3 separate regions of the Triticum aestivum genome follow, and regions 2 and 3 are each linked to region 1. The links are chromatin contacts, called in public Hi-C maps. All regions are on one chromosome and are shown on one strand. Each heading gives the region's core, a stretch centred on a gene start, on an enhancer-like site or on the middle of the called end of the contact. The rest is flanking DNA. Distances are from core to core; before and after follow the strand shown.

Region 1 (4,952 bases), core at 1,426-3,925:
CTCAACTCGTGGATTCCCGGGGTGACATTGGGGTAATCTATGCATAGGGGTTGATGCACGTTTTCGTCCTACGTTCTTCGATAGAAATTTTGGGGTGATTCTTTTTTGCATGTTGAGGGATTGTTATGTGATCCAATTATGTTATGATTGTTGAGAGAAATTGCACTAGTGAAACTATGAACCCTAGGCCTTGTTTTCAAGCATTACAATGTCGTTTTTGCTCACTTTTATTACTAGTTATCTTGCTGTTTTTATACTTTCAGATTACAAAAACTTATATCTACCATCCATATTACACTTGTATCACCATCTCTTCGCCGAACTAGTGCACCTATACAATTTACCATTGTATTGGGTGTGTTGGATACACAAGAGACTCTTTGTTATTCAGTTGCAGGGTTGTTTGAGAGAGACCATCTTCATCCTATGCCTCCCATAGATTGATAAATCTTACGCATCCACTTGAGGGAAATTTGCTACTATCCTACAAAACTCTGCGCTTGGAGGCCCAACACGAGTCTACAAGAAGAAGGTTGCGTAGTAGACATCAAGCTCTTTTCTGGCGCCGTTGCCGGGGAGGTTAGGTAAGCAACACTCACATCCCGTCAACGATGCTCTTTTCTGGCGCCGTTGCCGGGGAGGTGAGTGCTTGAAGGTATATCTTTAGATCTTGCAATCGAATCTCTTAGTTTCTTGTTTTATCACTAGTTTAGTTTATAAAAGAAAACTACAAAAAAAAATGGAATTGAGGTTGCCTCATATGCTTCATCTTTATAATGTCTTTCATAAAAACGATGGAAAGTAAAATTGTGCTCAAGTGCTAGAAGAAGAAGTCAATAAAATGTTTCGCATAAAATATTTGAATGAAGAGCATGATTGCAATGTTGCTAGTATGAATTCTTTGAATATCCATGATGCTCGTTATATGCAAAGCCATAAGCTTGAGGATGCTATGTTTGATGAATATGATCTTTTTAGTCCCCCCATGTTTTGATGAGAAAATATATTATGATGAAAGCATGCCTCCTATTTATGATGATTATATTGATGAAAGTGGGTTTGGAAGAATGTCAACTTTAGGAAGTAATGATCCCACTATTTCGGAGGATGTTGAATCTTATTGTAAGAATTATGAAAGTGGATTTGGAGAGGTCATGACTTTATTTAGTGACGAATCCACTATTTCGAAAGAGATTTCAATTGATTATGAGAACAAAGTTACTATTTATGATGATTATTATGATGACATGTATGCTATAAAGAGTAATGATATCCATGAAACTTGTCATCATGATTTTAATTTTTAATTGGATTATGTACCAACTCAAAATATATCTGAACGTTGTAAATAGTATAATTGACGCATATATTAATATCATAACACCAATAATTATTAGTAGCATATATCAATATATGTATGTATTGACTAAGCAAATAACATTTTTAGGGGTACTGAGAAAATAACGAAAATAAGATTTATCATAACACCAAGAAAGAGAGTCTGACTCATAGTCAATGCTTTAATAATATAAAAGAGATGTCAATTGCCGCAATTTTAAATACAAAAGTAACTTTCTTTTAGGATTTGTTTTGCGCTTTCAGGAATAAAAAATGTCCAGTGTTGACTTTTTTTTTGGAAATTTCAAAAAAAAAGCTAGTCATGCATGTTTGCATAGTTACAATAGATGGATGAATCTACACATCAATGTTTATCAGTTATCACTTACAGGTTAATAGATTGTTAACATTTAGCATGTACCAAACTCAAAATATATCTGAACATTGTAAATAGTATAATTGACGCATATATTAATATCATAACACCAATAATTATTAGTAGCATGTATCAATATATGTATGTATGGACTAAGCAAATGACATTTTTTAGGGGTACAGAGAAAATAACGAAAATAAGATTATCATAACACCAGGAAAGAGAGTCTGACTCATAGTCAATGCTTTAATAATATAAAAGAGATGTCAATTGCCGCAATTTTAAATACAAAAGTAACTTTTCTTTTAGGATTTGTTTTGCGCTTTCAGGAATAAAAAATGTCCAGTGTTGACTTTTTTTTTTGGAAATTTCAAAAAAAATCCTAGTCATGCATGTTTGCATAGTTACAATAGATGGATGAATCTACACATCAATGTTTATCAGTTATCACTTACGGGTTAATAGATTGTTAACATTTAGCATGTACCAAACTCAAAATATATCTGAACATTGTAAATGGTACAATTGACGATGTACCAATATCATAACACCAATAATTATTAGTAGCATGTATCAATATATGTATGTATTGACTAAGCAAATAACATTATTTCAGGGATACTGAGCAAATAACAAAAATAAGATTTATCATAACACCAAGAAGGAGAGAGGGAGGCCATCGTTTCACACATCAACCGACTAAAAAAAAGCAGACATGTTTGTCTGCTCGGCCGATTCGAACGAATAAAAAAGGATAAGATTTGCGTCCGCGTCGTAGTTGTACACGTCGCGACTCACTTCAGTCCGATCACCAGCCTTTGCGAGGTCGTGACTCACTAGGTCGGGCTGGCAAAGCTCAAAAGAAATGGTCAGAAACGCTTCCCGGTTCGGTGAACTGTACCCAGCGCGTGTGGGCCCGCCAGCTACTGTCCGTCGGAGTCGCATCACGGACCCGATCACTCGGGCGGTCGGTCGCGTGCATGTACCGGCTTCTTCCGAGGGGGGCACCGCCACGACCTCGTGCATCCGCATCTCGGCTGTCGGCAGAATCGAGAAGTCCACGAGCCGCGGTAGGCTACATCCAGAGGCTACTCGCCTCGACGTCGCCCGTGACGTGCACGGTTCACAATAAAAATAGTAGGCTCTCCATATCACAGCCAGAAACATAGCCGCACACTTAAAAGGTGACCAGTCGATGGGCAAAAGACAATCTTAGGGTATCTTCAAGGCTTGGAACCGCAGACCTTTCTCGACTGTTTGGACCGTGCTGTCTGGACCATGGAAGCTATCAAACGCAGTCCTGTATTAGTCCGCGAAACGGTCCGGACGCGATTTCTCCCGTAAATCAAAGACAAATGTGGCGAGGTTTGCGGGAGTTTGGACCAGTCCCACGCACGCTTCTCACTGCCATGACCCATCAATAATCCATCATCGCCCCCCTCCTTCCCCGTGGAAAATATCGGGTGCACCAGAGCTTGTGGTGCTACCGGTGCACCGAACTCAAATTGTCATTTTAAAATGTTCAAAAAATGTTGAAAAAATTAGCACACTCACACAACATCAATGTAGGTTGTCACAAATTTTAAGTTAAAATTTGAAACATAACTCGGAATACAAAAATGATAAATTCAACAATGAATAGTACATAACATAACTTGGGCTTCAGATTTGGCCCGTTCTCACACTGATGTCAAATTTATCGTTTTTGTATCTCAAAAAATATTTTAAATTTTTATAAGAAATTTTGTAACATGTTACATTGATGTTGTGTTAACATCTAGAATTTTTTTCAATTTTTTTAAAATATTCTATGGCATCCGGTGCACCGGTAGCACCACAAGTGCAGGTGCACCAGATACATTCCCCTCCCCCGCGCATACCTTCGGATGCACACATCACTTTCCACGCCGTATTCATGCCGGCCCAGAGCACGCGGAGGCCGATATTGACGTCGTGATATGACAGAGGAGGGATGGAGGGCGGCGTTGACTAACGCGTCCTCTCGGCAGTCGCCGCTTCAATGCAGACGCAGGTTTCTAAGGAACCAACTCTGGCCGCTACGCTGCATTAAAGCGGCTGACCGGCCCCACCGCAACGCCACGCGCCGGTCCAAGTTCGCGGACTCGAACATTCCCTGCCACACATCGCGGCGGACCCAGACCTGACGTACGTCTGGGCCCTGGACCGCTCGGTGACGATGTCGGAGACGGCCAAGCACCGTTTCCGCCGTCTCGACGGGGAGATGGCCAGTTACGGCGAGGAATGGTCCATCGCCGATATCGACGCCGCCAACGAAGCCTTCTCCAACGACCACCGTCCTCTCCCCCAGCCCACGTCCTCTGTGGCCACGGCCGCACTGCGCACGGCGTAGCAGGAAGCGGAGAGCATCATCCGCGAGCGTCAGGCGGCCGCCGGGAAGCCCTGCCGAGACGCCGCCACCTTCCGCCGCCCCAAGCACGACGATGACACCGGATCGGGCGCCGATATCAGAGGAGGAGTCGCCTGCCAGCTCGGCAGCATGGCCTACGTGGTCACCGTCAAGTATATGATAGTTTAGGGTTTTATTTTAGGGGTTTTAGTTGACCGCCCGAAATATCATCTGGTTTTATGTACAAATTATCCTAATTTCAATGAAATCCGTCGTGTTTATATCAAAATTTGCCCGGTTTGATCAAATTTCGCCAGGTTAGTTTGAGTTGTTGTGAAAATGTATGCGGCTATGGTTGGATGGCGTCCTCCCGCATCCATGTCCGCGGACTGGTCCCTTCCCCCAGTCCATGGATGGATGTGAGAGGAATTTTGCGGGTTGCCGTTGAAGATGCCCTTAGAGCAGTGACTGGTTAAGAAATCGGGTCCTCTGCCTAAGAAGAGCATCTACAACTGGAGCCCGCACATCTGCCCCAAACGTTGGTGCGACCTGCCCAGTTACTCGCCGGATTCAAATTTGTCACCCAACCGCAGCTAGCAAATCCGGCTCAAACATCCGAACTGACCGACACTTCCCATACCCGGTACATATCAGGGGCGGATATGGGGACGTCCGGACGCGCCCGTCACGCTAGATTTGGCCCATTGTGGATTAGACCCTATCCGAACTCCAGAGAAACCCTAACCACACTCCACTCCACTCTGTTCTCCACCCACAGTACCCAAGCTCCTCTCCGGCGAGCTCCGGCTCAGTTCTCCATGGCGACCGTTGGATCCGACTCTGAGATGTCCGGATCCGAGGACTGGGCGC
Region 2 (4,835 bases), core at 249-2,748, 140 kb before region 1:
GCTGGTTTTTCTTTGAGGTTTTGACGGAGGCGGCAGAGGAAGGCAGCAATGCCGAACGAAGTAATCGACCACCGCAAGAAAATTTGAGCCGCGCAGTGTCTTCTGATGTGGGGATTAATTGATGTCCCTGGTCGGCGATAGCTCGAGGATCCGGCCGGAGAGCGCGGAGACGAGCGCCGCCTTGAAGCTGGGGTCCCTCGTCAGCGTCATGGCCATCTGCTCCGCCAGGTTGCGCCGGATAAGCTCGGACGCCGCCGCGGCCGACTCGCCGCTGACGGCGGCCGCTGCCGCTTCCTGCTTGTGCTGCTGCGGGTGGTGAGGCGTGGTCGGCGCCTGGGGCGGCTTCCCGGAGTTCTTGCCCGCGCCGGAGCCGTCGTTCTGCTGCTGCGGCTGCGACGGCGGGGGCTGGGAGTGGTTGTGCTCGCCCTCGTACGTCGCCACGAGTATGGTCTTGTCCTCGGCGCTCCTCTGCACCTTCTTCTTGACGGGGCAGCCGGGGGCGAAGGAGCACCGGAAGTAGGCTCTGGGGCAGGGGTTGTCCTTGGTCACCTTCTGCCCGTACTTGCGCCATTGGTACCCGTCCTTGACCACCAGGCTGAGGTCGGCGGGGTCCGCGTGGACGTAGCGCTTGGAGACGACGGGCTTGCACTCCTCCCGGATGCGCTTGCACGGCTCGCCGGACGTGCACTCCGCCTGGTCCGGCGCCGCCGCGTACGCGAGGCCGGCGGCGTAGTGCTGCTGGTGCGAGGGCGGCGGCGTGCCGAGGCTCTCCTCGCTCTTGCGCTTCCTCGACGGCGACACCGACCCGCCCTCCGACGCGGAGGACGGCTGGTTGTTGTAGTTGTTGTTGTTGCCGCCGGCGTGGGCGCCGGCCGTGACCATGTCGGTGAACTGGCCCTGCAGGGCCTCGTACTTGGAGGCCACCTCCCTGAGCATCTCGCCCAGCCGCCGGTTCTCCTCGCTCACCCGCTGTAGCTCAGACTCAAGAACCGCAACCTATACAAGGAGACACAGATATTCAGTTGCAGCTCACATACACCCAGGCAAGCAGAATCAAAATCACGTTGTTCTTGACGCGTCTCTGTATGGACTTGTGTGCCTACCTCAGGGTCCTTCTTGAGCTGCATGAAGTTCTCCTCGACGAGGACCTTGGGCTTGGCCAGCGCGACCATGGGCGCCGCCTGGTGGTGGTGCGGGTGCCCCATCGGCGGGAGGCCGACGTGCAGGTCGAGGCTAAGGGAAGGCTGGCTGCTGACCCATGGATCCATCGGTCGAGGATGGATGTAGAGTTCGCTTCCGGTTCGAGGTAACGCGCGGGAGAGAAGAGAAGGGAGAAGAGAAGGTTGAGATGGAGAACTATTTCCGAGTTCCGAGTGAGAGGAGAATGGCGTGGAGCAGTCGTGTTATATAGCCAGCCAAGCACGGGAGACGGGACTAGTGGTCTAGCGAAGTCGCTGGCTAGGAAGGTCGGGTCGCAGGAGGGAGGGAGCGGGAGGGGGAGGGGACGAAGCGGCTCGCGTCACATCACAACTCACACGCTTGTCCTCTTCTTGGCCACGCAGGGCTCGGAGGAAAAGGAAGCGGAATAAAGAAACGGGGATGGGGGTCATGGAATTCGAGCATGCGGACGGGGTGGAGGCACCGGAAGGAGACCGGAGGGTGCGTGCACGCGCGCGCGAGGGGGCCGAAGGGATCGGCGGTGACGACTGACCTCACAGCGACGTTTTCTGTTGGGTGTTGGTGCTACTAGCGGCATGGCATGGCAATCTGCCCGGGGATCTTTCCAACGGGTGGGTGGGGGACGGGGCGCGGTGGATGTCGGCTGCCTCTGTCTTCGGTTCGGGGAGTGTTTCGTGGTGGTGGTGATCGGGTCAAGAAGTACACCACACATGCTCGCGAGATGCACGGGGGGAAAGGAAAAATAGGTTTCCCCTTTGCTTTGCTTTTGGTACGCTCACTCGCAAAAGATGATTATTTAAAAAAAAAATCTCATTCGATGGTTATTACTCCAGTTGATTGCGATTAGGCTTTGCCCCCTGCGGAAAATGGGAGCGAGGAGGGACTGGAAAGAGGGGGACAGGAAGGACTTGTTGACTCTAGCCTTTTCTTTTGGTGCCTTGCTAGGAAAACTTTGCTTTGTTAGGAAAACTTTGGCGGGCTAACCATTTGTTTTCTACTTAGTTGAGCTCGAGTAGACTGGAAACGATTCTTTCCCGTCATATTCGAGGGAAACACTTCCCCGATTCTTCCTTCTTGTTGGAGGTGTGCTCCTACGTGGAAGTAGCATCTTATTATTAGTGCAAGTTTGGGCTTGGCCGGCTAAGCCAGGCTGGTTGGTTAATTAATTTTACTATACGATTTATCCTACTAGCTGGCGTGCTCTAATCAGATCAACCCAGGCGAGCCCAAAATCTGACCCAACATGCCTGCCTTTCGGGAAGAAGACCGGTGAGCTAACCACACGAGTCAATGTCACGCCCAGATCAAACCTTGTTTACGACGGATGATGCGGAGTAATCTATTGGCTGTGCCCCTTTTCTTGACCGACGTCGACGTTGGCTTCGCTTCTAATAGCAGTTTTTAGGAAGGAATTTCCGGATGTTCACGTACTATCATTGGTCTGATCTACGTCTGCTTGCCCTACGGTACGTGCCCGGACGTAGTTGCCTCGGGGAGCCCGGGTCCGAGATGGCCCTGGCGGCTGGGTACTGGACTACTGGTAGCATCCCATGGTAGTTACGGAGACTTGGTATTGCAAGAATGGAGGGAATCGAGGGAAATTCAGGACAGAAACGGGTAATGAACCGTTGGCACGTTACTGCAGAGACTTCGGTGTTGATAAGAAGAGAGGAAGAATGGTTACACGTAGGACCTAGACCTCGTTGTTACCCAGAATGAACTGGCTCGTTCTCTGCCACCCGATGGTCAAGTTTTACTACTTCCTTTGTAAAGAAATATAAGAACATTTAGATCACTACTCCAATAATCTAAACGCTTTTATATTTCTTTATGAAGGGAGCACTTACTAGTAGTACCGCTAATGTTATTTGGCTAGAGTCAATTAGAGCATGACCGCAAAAACTAAAAATAAAATAGAGCATACCTGTGTATGAGTGTATCCCAGTACCCGTTCGCCTGTATCTCTCACGAGGTCAAGGGGGACTAGGGTTTCTTGCTTCCTGCCGGCATCGTGACAGGTCTGCCTCGTCTCCTATGGCATTAGGCCATGAAGGCATGGTCGATCTCGGTCCATGCGGACGGCAGGACTCCTTTGCTTTTACACGTCTTTTTGTGTCCGTTGAAGGCTTGTTTCTTGTTCAGGAAGACAGACGAGGCGACGGCGGCTTCCTGAAGATGGAATGGAGTTCTCCCCGCCTAGCCCCCGTTCTAGCGATGCAACTAGCATCGTTCGAGGGTGTGCGGAGGTGTGTTTCCGGCGGATCTAAGGGGATTGGTCGGTAGTTGTCTTTGGTGGATCCACTCAGATCAGATCTTCGTTCTTCTGTGTTCGTGTGTCTTTAAATTGGATCCTTCCGATCTACGTTTATCTTCATCGGCGGCGGTTGTTGTTCTGGTGTGCTGGTCCCATGGGGCTTAGCACAACGACTTCCTGACAGTCTGCTACAACAAATTTTGCTCGGCTCCAGTGAGGGAGGGGTGATGACAACGGCGCGCCTTTGGCTCGCTTCAGTGCTTATAGTTGTCGCTAGGTAATCTACGGATCTGGATGTAATTTGTATTATTTCCAATTTTGTTGTACCGTCATGATTGATGATGAATGAATTGAAAGTTTCCCTGCAAAAAGTAAATAAGTTAGAGCATACATGTGTATGAATTCGTAATGGCCAACCCTTGTGACGAGCAAGATCTTAACCTCTTTTATGCTTCTACCACTATTACCGTGCCGAATGGTCCGAAGACGCCGTTTTTGGGATGCACCGTGGATCAATAACGGGAAGACCAAGGAGATTGGGCCCCTCATTTTTGTGGCTTCATTGAGTAAAAATTAGAAGATCAAGGAGGCGCTTTCCGATGATGCTTTGGTATCCAAGGTCAAGTTGTCGGCAAACTTCAGTCTGGAGCACATCCGCAGATTTGTGACCCTTTGGACTATCATCCATGATTTTCAGATGAAATTGTGTGGAAGCACAAAAACGATGGGCAATACTTTGCGGCTTTTGCCTACGCGACCCAATTCATGGGAACCTTCTACTTCTCCATGGAGCACGAGGTGTGGAAAACTTATCCCTCACCCCCTAAAAATTCAAATTCTTCTTTTGGTCGGCCACTTAAGATAGGATTTGGACCGCCGTGGTTCACCGAATTGTAGTATTTGCGTTCTTTGCAATTGGGAACAAGAATCCGGTGCACGTCTTTTCTTCAAATGTCGCCTCACTATGCGGCTTTGGATCTTGACTAAGGATTGGCTTCAAATAGAAAACATCAACACTGACACTTGGCATCTTGAGAGATCCGTCAAAGATTGGTGGATCAAGCGGTCGGACTCTTCCAACCCCAATAGGAAGGACATGGCTTCCATCACCATGCATGTATGCTGGACCAAATGGAACGAAAGAAATGCACGGGTTTTCCGCAACAAGAGTGTTGCACCATCGATATTGCTACACGCCATAAAAGATGAAGCTCGTCTTTGGGTGACCACGGGTGTGAAAAAAAATTAGGTGCCATCTTACCAGGAGAGTAATCACTTTGTGTGTTGTTTCTTGTAACATTCTCTCTATTCCTCTCTTAATAATTAGTATATGAGGCAACAAAATTTGCCTTCTTTCAAGAATTTTATTGTAATGGCCAAGGAACATCCGACCAGCTTTGGT
Region 3 (4,453 bases), core at 231-2,730, 240 kb before region 1:
GTTTACCATTCTTTTAATACATGATCAACATTTTTTCTATAGACATTCTGCATTTTCCAAATGCTTGATGAGAAACATTTTCTTCATAAACATTAAAATTTTCCAAATGCTTGGTTAATGTTTATTTATAATAGTTTATGTAAGTTTTTATATTATATTATTTAGAATATTTGAAATAAAAAAGTAAAACAGTAAAAAAACAAAAAACATGAAAATAAAACAAAAAATTGACCGTGGCCTCCCGCGTGACTGGGCTGGCTCATTTAAGGATGCATCTGGCACGCGAGCACGCTAGGTCTTACTGTAAGCAAGACATAGCACCGCCCCAAACAGGAGGTCTTCAACGGTTGATAGTCTTTTGAGGGTTGAGTGTGGCCTGGCAAGCTTGCAGTTATAGACAGTGCGGCCTGACTCTTCTGGCTTTCTTTAAAGAGCCCAATATAGATCCAGCAAGCCCCAAGTCTCTTTGTACATGAGCCTGAAACTTCTTTGCTTGAGAGGAATTTTGTAGAAATTTCAAAGGATAGAATTTTTTATAGCAAATTTTTAAGTCTATTGGTTTGTAGGAATGGACTTTTATTCCTATTTATGTTAGGAACCAATCCTTCACATTTCAAGTAAAAGGAACATTAGACTAGACTCAACGAAATTAATTGTTATCCAAGTGACATCCATATTTTTTATAGGATTTTTTTTTTGAAACGTGGGGCAATTTTATAGGATTAAGACATCTCAGTTCAGGCTTGTTTGGTTCCCAACCTAAGGTTGTCATGTCTAACCTTAGTCATGACACAACACCTTAGGCATGTGTTTGCTTCATTGGCACATTTGTTGCTTGCCACACTTTTCTAGTTATATGGTCCATATGTTATAGGCTCAATTTTTTGTCAAATCTTGCCACTCTTGTGGTGATCATTTTGTTAGCCACACTTACCTAAGCTTAGTTATGGCAAAATTAGTCATGAACCAAACAGGCCCTTTGTATGATTGTTTTTATTCCTATCATATGATCTAAATCTAAAGAAGGCCTAAATGCACACACAAACCCCTAAAAAAGCACATACGAAATTAGGGATCACCCCACCTGAAAAATGGACCATCTTACCCAGGAAAAGAAGAACTAACACATGTTGGTCTGGAAAAGATAATACTACCAATTTGGCTTTCAGTCAACAAATAAAACAAGGGCACGGCGATTACTCGGCGACTTATCCACACAATTAAACTCGCAGTCGCGGTCGTGCGCCTGACTTATCGCACCCCGTACGTGCAAAGTGCCGTGCACGACCACGGGATCGCCTTTGGTGACACAAAAAGAAGAGCACTAAACGCCTACTAGACGGCGGCCTTGATTTCAAAGCATCAACGAATTGTATAGGATTTTGAAAGGAAGAAAAGAGGTTCAGAGCCGTGCCAAAGTGCGCGTATGTATGCAGCTACCTGAGTCCAGAGCCCAGGTGGATATACGCGTACCCTGTGGAATCGCATTCAAAGTGAGTCTGCGGGAGTTCACCCTGCCAATGCCATGGCACGTCGCGGTCGGTCAGTCGTACACAGACTGCGACCGGCGACGACTGCAGCGCAGAGCCTTCCCGCGAGACCTGCTATCGTCCGAGAGCAAGTGGATCCCAACGACGGCCCGGCAGCGTTCTGGACTGTACGTCTGTATTTAAGACATCTGCCTGCTCGTGTCGTACTGATCATTTCCTCTTCGTTTTTTTTACCTCATCGTCTTCGGAGTTGAGCAACACGTGGGAGTCAACGGCGACTGGATTTTGTATTTAGCACGGTTCTGCGTCTACCTTTTTAACATCAATTTGGCACATGCTTGGTTCCCAAAAGTAACCGCCGTATCAAGCACCCTCTCTCAACCCTAGCTGCCGCAGCTAAGTTTCTCCCCCGTGCACTCTTGGTCCACTCCCCTTCCTCGTGAGTGGCAAGAGGAGCGGAGATCCATTCATCTGTTCTGTTTTCTCTTCTTCTATTTTGTTTGCCTAGCGATATCGATCAGATGGTGGAGACGATGTTGTGTTGAAATAAGGCCAACTCCGTTTGCGGTAGAACGGACGAATAAAGCGGCCCAACACGCGGTCTTAAACGGATAGATGTTCGGATTTTGTCTGTTTTCGACCCATTCCCAGCCCAAACTTGCGCCGCGTTTGGAGTGAAACGGACATCGCACGGATGGGCTGGACGCACGCCCTTGTCTTCCCCGTGGCCCGCCTATCGGGGACACTAGCACTTCATTCGCCTCCAACGCCTCCACCCGCTCTCCCCCGCCCCACTCCGCCGCCACTATTCTCCGGCCGCCTCCTCACTGCTCACCCCCCCGGCCATCCATACCAAACCACGTCTCGACATGGCCGCCACCACGCCCGCGCTTTCTTAGGAGTTTTGGCCGTCAGTTGTAGGAGATTTGGCCGTCGCCGTCGTAGCCGGTGCTAGAGGGGATACGACCCCCGGCGACGGATATGGACCACGGCAGCTTCCGTCGGCTGCTCTAGAGCGGCCAATAGCCGGCCGCCAACCACCCCTGCTTCATCGAGGTGTTCATCGCGGCCTCTTTGCCACCACGACCGCAAGGTGTCTGACACTTTGCCCACAAAGGTATGGACAGTGGAGATGAATTTTTCTTCCACCACTTCATTTATTCATGGGACGATTCGTCCTCGGATGACGAAGATCTTGTGGTGGCTGCACTCGTCGTTCACGACCACATTGAACGGCAGCTTCCTCGGTACAGTGGGTCAGTCCCCAGCCGTGCTCCCAACCTGAACCGCAACACGGAGAGAGAGAGAGAGAGAGAGAGAGAGGCCACGCCCTGCTCTATGCCGATTACTTTGCGAATACCCCGCTCTTCAAGCCGGACAAATTCCGTCGCCGTTTTCGTATGGCAAGGCATCTGTTCAATCGTATCCGAGAGGGAGTGTTTGCTCATGAGCCATACTTCGAGTGCAAGACGGATGTCCTTGGCAAGCTTGGATTCTCCTCTTACCAGAAATGCACCGCGGCCATCCGCATGCTTGCGTATGGAATTCCAGGCGATCTGGTGGATGAGTACGTGCGCATGAGTGAGTCGACATGTCTGCTGTCATTGTACAACTTCTGCAAGGCCGTGGTGGCAGTGTTTGGCCCTGAGTACTTGAGGCAGCCAAATGTCGCAGATACAGAAAGGTTGTTGGCGATCAACGCCGCTAGAGGCTTTCCAGGCATGCTTGGCAGTATAGATTGTATGCACCGGGAGTGGAAGAACTGTTCATTTGCTTGGCAGGGCCAGTACAAGAGGCATGTTAAAGCGTGCACTGTCATATTAGAAGCAGTGGCTTCGCAAGATCTTTGGATATGGCACTCTTTCTTCAGCATGGCAGGTTCTCATAATGATATCAACGTGCTGCAGCGTTCTCTAGTCTTCGCAAGGCTTGCAGAAGGCCACTACCCACCTGTCAACTTTGAGACCAACGGCCACCAGTACAATAAGGGATACTACCTAGCTGATGGTATATATCCTCAGTGGTCAACTTTTGTGAAGACAATCTCGAACCCCTAAGGGGGGAAGAGACAGAGATTTGCCCAAATGCAAGAGAGTGCTAGAAAGTATGTGGAACGTTCTTTTGGTGTGCTTCAATCCCGATGGGGTGTCGTTCAAAACCCTGCACTGACATGGGATGAAGGGAAGCTTTGGGATGTGATGACTGCTTGTGTGATAATGCAAAACATGATCGTCGAGGACGAGCGTGATAACAGCATCTTCGACCAAGGATTTGATTTTAAAGGTGAAAATGTTGAGCCCTTGCACCAAGAACCGGCCATGTTTGAACAGTTTGCCCAATTTCATCATGAAACGCGTGATTGGCACACTCATTTGGATCATCAAAATGACTTGGTTGAGCACATGTGGAATCACATTGGCAACCAATAGATGTATTGGTTCATTATGTTCATTCAAGACAATTTTGATTTGGTTGTAAAACTATTTTATTAGAGACAATTACGATTGGGTTGTAAAACTATTTTTATTTCAGACAATTAATATTTGGACATGCAAACAAGTTTTGAACATTGAAATATGAATATATGGGCATTTTTGGCTGTGGCGGATGTCGGTGTCAAAACAGGCAGATCTCGGGTAGGGGGTCCCGAACTGTGCGTCTGAGGATTGGTGGTAACAAAGGACGAGTGGGACACAATGTTTACCCAGGTTCGGGCCCTCTTAATGGAGGTAAAATCCTACATCCTGCTTGATTGTATTTGATGAGTATAGGGGTTACAAGAGTTGATCTACCTCGAGATCCTAATGGCTAAACCCTAGTTGTCTAGCCTATGAGAATTCTGATAGCCTCTACGGACTAAACCCCCCGGTTTATATACACACCGGGGGGCCTAGGTTTGTACAGAGTCGGTTCGTGAGGGAAGGAAACAACATATCCGGACACCAACCTTGTTGCCCACGCAT

The links. Hi-C and Micro-C count contacts between places; a contact is called where the count stands out from the background.
Region 2: a Hi-C map of leaf shows a contact between it and region 1, with 2.3 times the contacts expected there. The contact joins the promoter of LOC100192166 here to the enhancer-like site in region 1. A contact is called at or near these places in 3 of 5 Hi-C or Micro-C datasets (leaf and an unstated tissue) and 1 of 1 datasets of contacts at active chromatin or transcription factors (leaf).
Region 3: a contact with region 1 is called in a Hi-C map of leaf, with 5 times the contacts expected there. The contact joins two enhancer-like sites. A contact is called at or near these places in 2 of 5 Hi-C or Micro-C datasets (both in leaf).

Annotation. Positions count from the first base shown.
Region 1 is chr6D:126,029,061-126,034,012 of IWGSC CS RefSeq v2.1, forward strand. No RefSeq gene overlaps it. Among protein-coding and RNA genes, the nearest start is that of LOC100192166, 140 kb to the left of the region's middle. Within about 2 kb of position 2,676, at least 7 of the 8 cell types and tissues checked have an H3K27ac peak or open chromatin away from gene starts, as enhancers often do. A contact at or near this core is called in leaf, where this site is marked.
Region 2 is chr6D:125,886,024-125,890,858 of IWGSC CS RefSeq v2.1, forward strand. LOC100192166 (WRKY transcription factor WRKY71) reads right to left here and starts at 1,499. Exons shown (of 2, transcript XM_044563060.1): 1 at 1,104-1,499; 2 at 1-996. The coding sequence starts at 1,268. The coding sequence ends at 115.
Region 3 is chr6D:125,786,786-125,791,238 of IWGSC CS RefSeq v2.1, forward strand. No RefSeq gene overlaps it. Among protein-coding and RNA genes, the nearest start is that of TRNAS-AGA, 54 kb to the left of the region's middle. Within about 2 kb of position 1,481, at least 3 of the 8 cell types and tissues checked have an H3K27ac peak or open chromatin away from gene starts, as enhancers often do. A contact at or near this core is called in leaf, where this site is marked.